Linked DNA regions of Sus scrofa: region 2 is linked to region 1. The links are chromatin contacts, called in public Hi-C maps. All regions are on one chromosome and are shown on one strand. Each heading gives the region's core, a stretch centred on a gene start, on an enhancer-like site or on the middle of the called end of the contact. The rest is flanking DNA. Distances are from core to core; before and after follow the strand shown.

The links. A called contact is a pair of places that touch in the nucleus more often than the background predicts.
Region 2: a Hi-C map of liver shows a contact between it and region 1, with 2.9 times the contacts expected there. The contact joins two enhancer-like sites. A contact is called at or near these places in 1 of 5 promoter capture datasets (liver) and 1 of 47 Hi-C or Micro-C datasets (liver).

The regions. Positions count from the first base shown.
Region 1 is chr11:66,341,117-66,344,136 of Sscrofa11.1, reverse strand. No RefSeq gene overlaps it. Among named protein-coding and RNA genes, the nearest start is that of OXGR1, 47 kb to the right of the region's middle. Within about 2 kb of position 1,341, at least 4 of the 83 cell types and tissues checked have an H3K27ac peak or open chromatin away from gene starts, as enhancers often do. A contact at or near this core is called in liver, where this site is marked.
Region 2 is chr11:66,493,451-66,496,749 of Sscrofa11.1, reverse strand. All of the region lies in intron 1 of MBNL2 (muscleblind-like protein 2), which reads right to left. Among named protein-coding and RNA genes, the nearest start is that of MBNL2, 13 kb to the right of the region's middle. Within about 2 kb of position 1,404, at least 46 of the 83 cell types and tissues checked have an H3K27ac peak or open chromatin away from gene starts, as enhancers often do. A contact at or near this core is called in liver, where this site is marked.

The sequences.
Region 1 (3,020 bases), core at 92-2,591:
TTTAAAACCTCCTTTCCTGTTTGTATGAAGAATCAGGGCACTGGGGACTGGGCTCTGGACGCTGACCTTGGCACATGGATCCACCTGTGTGTTTTCAACTCTTCAGCAAACACGTGGCGAATGCATATCTTGCCGATGCATATCTTGCAAGGGAGGAGTTCCATGGGGTGGCTACCAAATTCAGACATGCCCATGGCTGCTGCTATGGAAAGTAAAACACTGTGAAAAAGAACAGGAAATGGGAAAACTGGAAACCACCAAGAAGAGAGAACTGCACGTTAAGTGGATAATGGGTAACGGAGGCCTCTAGTGTCCGAGGATGCTCTCCTCCCCAAAGAGGCGCCTTTAAAGTGATTTGATTTCACCACTAAATTGTTTGCTCCTAAGATAAGTGCTCAGAAAGGGAGCTGCATTCTAAGAGATGAATGTTTCAGGCTTTTAGATCCCGTGAAGAAGAGAGGGGAAAAAAAAAATGAGGGATGAACTGTTTCTTTAAGCTGCCAGAATGGGGCTTTCCTTCCTCCAAGTAATTGCTGCTGGGAGAGTCCAGCCTTCCTGGATTAGCATCCAGCCTGGACCACTTTCCTTAAAGCCTATTACTGGTAGGCATGGAAGGACAGCTTTGGAGGAGGACTGAAATGGATTCAGTGTTGCCTTACAGAGGGGCGCACACTTTGCCCCAGAAGGGAAAAAAAAAAAAAAAAAAAAAAACAGAGGGTAATTTGTCTGTAATAGTCCTTGGCTGGTGGGAAAGGGTTCCTTGGTTTTTAAATCTGAGGTCATGTTCCCCAGGGCCCTGGCATCTCATCTCTGGAAAGCAAGGTCAGTGTTAACGGTGAAAACCAGAGTGAAGGCGAGGGGCTGAGCTTCAAGGTGATGGGAAGTAGCTGCTTAAACATGCATGGGGTTCACCTGCCCCTGCGCTCTGCCCCGCCCTTCCTGCTTATTCTGCGGAGTGAGCTGGAAGAAGTCCCAGCCGTGGGGGGGATCGGGAGACGCCACTGCCACTTGAGTACAGACGTTAAATTGCACTTAAACACTGGGTGCATTAGTCTCCAAATTGTTCTGGGCACCGCTTCCCTCCCTGCCCCTCTGCCTGGAAGGTCGCAAAGAACCACTGACTGCCGTGGCTTTCCTTGTGCTCAGCACATGGAGCTGAAAGGCCAAAAGCAAAGGGAACATTAGTGACCCCAGGAACCATTCATCAGGCTTCTAACACCGGAGCGGGAGGCGGAGGGAGCACGACGATCACGTGTTCTGAGAACTGTCCAGATGCTGAGGGAACAGGTGATTTACTGGTGCAGAAAGCCAAGAAGAGCTGCCAAAGGGAGCAGGACCCAGGAGCTCAGCCACTAAATGATTTCCTAATGGCCTGAACGAGTCCCGGTGCCTCCCTTCAGACCTGACGGAATAGCAAAGGTGCCCTTTGGACCTGGGAGAGAATCCGGATCATTAACCCGAGCTGGATGTTGTTTTGTTTTGTTTTTTCCTAGCTGGATGGTTTTAAGATAAGAGGAAAGAGGATTGAAGCTACAGGGACCTGTGAATGGTATCGGAAGTTCTTTTTTTTTTTTTTTACTGATTTGTATTTGTGGTTTCTTGAATTATGGAACACTCCCTTTTAAAAAATAAAGTTTTGGACTCTCATGCCAGGGTGTGTGCGTGTATGTCCAAATACACATATCAGACTTTACATTCAACTTCGGAGAATTTTTGTGCCCCTAAACTTACCCACTGGTTTAGGGAATTCTGCCCCTAAACTTACCCACTGGTTTAGGAAATTCTGCCCCGTATCGATTATGAGGGAAATGCTTTATCTAAGAACAAAATTCCCCCGTTCGGAAAGTTTGAAAATATTTAATTAAGGGGGGTGGGTATTCCTCATGAAAACAAATAAGTTAATATGAGTTTTTATCTTTGGTTGAAGTTAAATTCCTGAATATTCATCTTTAGTTTCTCTTCCAGGCTTCCCTTGTCACTTTGTCACTTCCACAATTAAATATGGGTAAAACTTAGTCATCTATTAACAAAATGTGTATTTAACATTTATAATGTGCAAACAAATACGCGAAGAGCCCTGCCAAGGATGCAGAGATGAACAAGGCACGTTCTAGATGCTCAAAGAGGTTTCTGAACGGGCTGTAAAAACGAGATACTTAGAAGAGCAACTCCGATGCCACATAGAATGTGGCTACAGATAGGAATCCAAGATCCAAGGGGGAAAGTACCTTTCTGGGTGACATAAACTGGGACGGTTCCGTAAATGGCAGTTGTGCAATTTAAACAGATTAAAAGTGTTTTTCAAACTGTTTCATCCTGCACCTTCAGTGAGAAACATGTCATGTCACCGTCGCCCACAGAGCCACATATATATCGGAAATAAAAATTGCACAAAGGAATATTTTATCTTATGGTGGATGCACAGCCTCTGCTATGCCCTCTTCTCCTCTACTGTTCTCCACTTATTTTCATGTAGCCAAAAAGCATGTTTGGAACTCACGATGTTTCTTTCACAACCCAACTGCTGTCAACAAGTTGATAAATGCTGCCTTGATGGATGGCAGGGGTGGGAGTACTTTGCCTGAGTCATATCAACTGAGATTTTCAGAAATCCTGTGCTACAGGTACCATTGTTTTCCCTGCTGAGCAAACTGGGACTTGGAGAGATGAAGTCACAGGTCAGAGATGGTGCAGCCTTTGGGTAGTGCAATAGGAATTAAACCCAGCTCCGTGTGACCATGCAAAAGCCCAAGATTATGAAAAGGCAGAGGGGTAGCGGTGTTTGGGGCAACGTGCAGTGTGACTGTGGTATAGGGATAAGTAGACATCCTGGGAGAGATGAGTATAAAAGGAATCCCAGTACTTTTAATACAGAATTTAACTAAAATTCTTCTTTGTCTTTAGCCCCTTGTCTCATCCTCAAAATCCTCATGGAAAATCGCCGTGCACCTATGGTCTAATTCTCCCATTGATTGGAAGTTATATCTATTAAGAAGCCCAACTTGACTCACAGGTGACCG
Region 2 (3,299 bases), core at 155-2,654, 150 kb before region 1:
CGGTGTCTAAGGAGCAGGCTACAGTGCAAATTAACCCTTTGATGGCTGTGGCCAGGACAGCATGTGTTTTTTTGAGAAGCCTCTTCTGGCAGCAATTGCCATTTCAAAGCAGGGGAAAAAAAAAAAAAAAAAAAGTGTGTGTGAGGGAGTAATTTTGTGTGTAGGAGAAAAGTGTTTCTAATTTTCAATCCTGAACATGTGAGGGGAAGAAGGAAGATGGGAAGGAGGGAAATAAGTCCGTAAATGCAGCCTGGCTCCGCTTCCCCATTAGATGCTGGAAGCATTCCAGGGAAGTGCCATTTGGAGCAGGAAGCAAACAGAGCTGCCCTCCCCTACCTGCCTCAGCCTCGGTGGCCTGGGTGGGTCACCTCCTCCTCCACGAGCCTTCAGAGGCCTGGCTAGGTCGCTGGTTATTATTTCATAGCACACACTTTTCCCTGGAAGCCCGATACGGTATTGAACATATGGTTTTGATTTTTTTTTTTTTTTTTTTTTCGGTTTTGAACCAGCGAACAAGATGGAGCGTGTCACCAACCCAACTCCAGGATCTGCTGGTTCTGCCCAACCGTGAGGGGAAACAAACCCCATGAACAGGATGGCCGCCCTGTTCTAGCAGCTTCGGGGCCAAGGAGGACCCGCTGAGGGCCAGGGGCCAAAAGGCAGTGGCATTGAGCCCAGGCTATTGACCAGACAAAGCACACAGGCCCTGTCCGAGCCTCTCTGTGGCTTTCTGCACTAATTCTCAAGCTGGAAGGAAGGGATCAGAACATCAAATAAAAACCAACAGCCGCAGGAAATTCACTCAAGCCCCAACATGTATTTGGCTCGGGGGGGCCACTGTTAACTCAGGGATCCACAAGGGTCCAATGGCCACCTTCTCTGCCTTCACATCTTGGGGTGGCTGGCTGGTCGATGTCTCCAAAAATCATCCTTCCTCTCAATTATTTTTTTCTGATCAATTATTTTAGTGTGGCCTGGGGTATCTGACATTCATTTTACCCTGAAGGGGGAAGACAAACAAACTCATGCTCCCTAGGGGGCAGCTGGAAAATGTGTACTTTTAATTAAAAAGGCACATTTCCAGCATGGCAAAGAGTCCTGGCCGAGTTTAGAGGACATGAGTGAAACTAGGAGAAAAAGGAAAACCAAAAACAAAAACAAGGCAGCGTTGTGATGGAGCAGGGGGCCTGGAGACCCTAAATATCAGCCTGGGAGTCTTCCTAAGAAAAGCTGGAGGGTGGCTCTCCACTCAAGGGGTAAAGCCTCAGAGCAGGCTTTCTCTGGGATCTCTCTAGATGAAAACCTGGCCAGCTCGTCGGGAAACGGTTCACCAGCCCTGCCCCCCTCCCTTTGTTTGCTCAGGGCGGCCCTGGGAAGGCCTGGGCGGAACCCAGAGAGAAAATCCTTCCTGGTTTCACCGCTCAGGGGAAGGAGGGCAGGTTAGCGCACCCTGCTGTGGACTGGAGCCGGGATTAATTAGTTCCTTCGGTGACCTTGGCATCTACTGACGGCAGAGTGTGTCTCTAAGCCGTGGAGGGCTGTGCTGAGAGCGACAGAGAAACTCTCGAGGGCTCGGAGCCACTGCTAGAAGGATCGCCCTTCTGTTGTGCCAAGAAACATACACAGCACAACAACAACAAAACCCCACAACGTGTACTTTTACCTGGAAAACTCCCTAAGTGGGGTATTGGAATTGTGCAACTGTTATCTATTTATCTATATTTCTATCAATTTACATCTGCATGTGTATCTATATATTATATACACATACTAATCTATGTCTAGGTATATATTACTCTAAATCTATATCTATCTACGTCTTTATTAATCTATATCTCTGGAGTGTATTACGTTAATATACATATATTCACCTAAGTCTGTCTGTCTGTCTCTCTCTAGCTCTCATCTATCTAGCTAGCATTCTTTGCGTGGTTTTTACAAGTCAATGCCTAGGAATTTGATGGGTGTTCTGAAGGTGCCTAAAGCTTCTCATTGGATCAGAAGACAACTTTCAACCATTCCATGCAGCTGAGAAGGTGTCTGTCTCTCTCCCGCCTCCCCTCCATCCATCCGCTTCCCCGCCCCTGTGCTCAGGTCTGAACAGAGCTGAGGAAGAATGGAGAGGCCACCCCTTCTCTATGGCAGCCGGTTCAAGGTTCAAGTCTAATCGTGATATGGGTCAGCAGTGTGACAAAGCTGCCAGGAAAACTCTGAGTGTCTTAGGTTGCATAAATAAAAGCACATTCCCTGAAAATAACAGGAGGTGCCAACTGCTCCTATCAGAGGAAGTGGGTTTGCCACCTTGAAATACAGAGGGGCTCGCCTGGAGGGGCGCTGGACCCACTTAGGGTCACTCCAAGGCCTGGACGAGGGCTGAGCAGCCAAGGCCCAGGGAGTCACATCTCATTTCGGCACGAGGAAGAATCTTAGAGTGCTGTGTAGGTCCGTGTGCCTTTTGGGGTGGTGGTGGCCCCGTATCCGGAGGCGGATGGTGGCCGTGAGAAACTGCCTGGCAGGACTGCGGTTGAGGGGAGACGGGAATTGTCTCTTTCCTTCCAAGCTGGATCCCTCCTGAGTTCCGGCTTGGGTCTGTGGCGGGTCAGCCGGGTGGCTCTCAGAATGTGATGTGCTCAGAGGTTCTCTGTGGACCCCGGTGTGTCTCCCCACACCTCACCCAGAGGGACAAGGACTCCGGTGGAGGAGCAGGTCACAGGAAAAGCAAAGAGTTAAAAGGACCAGCTCTCTGTGGGTCCCGAAGCCCCAAGGCAGCTCGTCCCTTTGATCCTGCCTCTTAATTGCAGCCTTGCTGCAACAGGGAACTTTGAAGAAAAGAAACAGGGCAACTCTTAGAGATAGGGTTTGTTTTGTTTCCTGAGGGGATGGTCTTTGTGGTGGCTGCCAGGAAGCTGATAGGAATGAAGGGCTTCCTAAGGGGCCAAATAAATAGTCCTTTCCACCAGCTAAGAGTCGGGTGTGACTAGAACCCCAGGGAGAGGGGGCATCCGTGTGCTGTTTAGCAGGGATGCCAGGTACGGCCTTGGCCGAGAGAAGAGACGCCGGGAACAGACACGGGTCAGCTCAGGCGCCGGCAGAGCAAGAGAGAAGAGGTGCCAGACGTGGCGGTGGGCAGACGCAGCCAGAGAGAAGACTTCGCGCCCTCGCCAGAGAATGGGTGACACGCGGCACGAAAACAGCGCTGCAGGTGAACAGGGACATTGGGGGTGGGGGGGAGAGAAAAGGGACTTACGTCCTCATAGAGGGTGGCAGAGCTGCGACAACCCAAAGCATCTCCCTTTTGT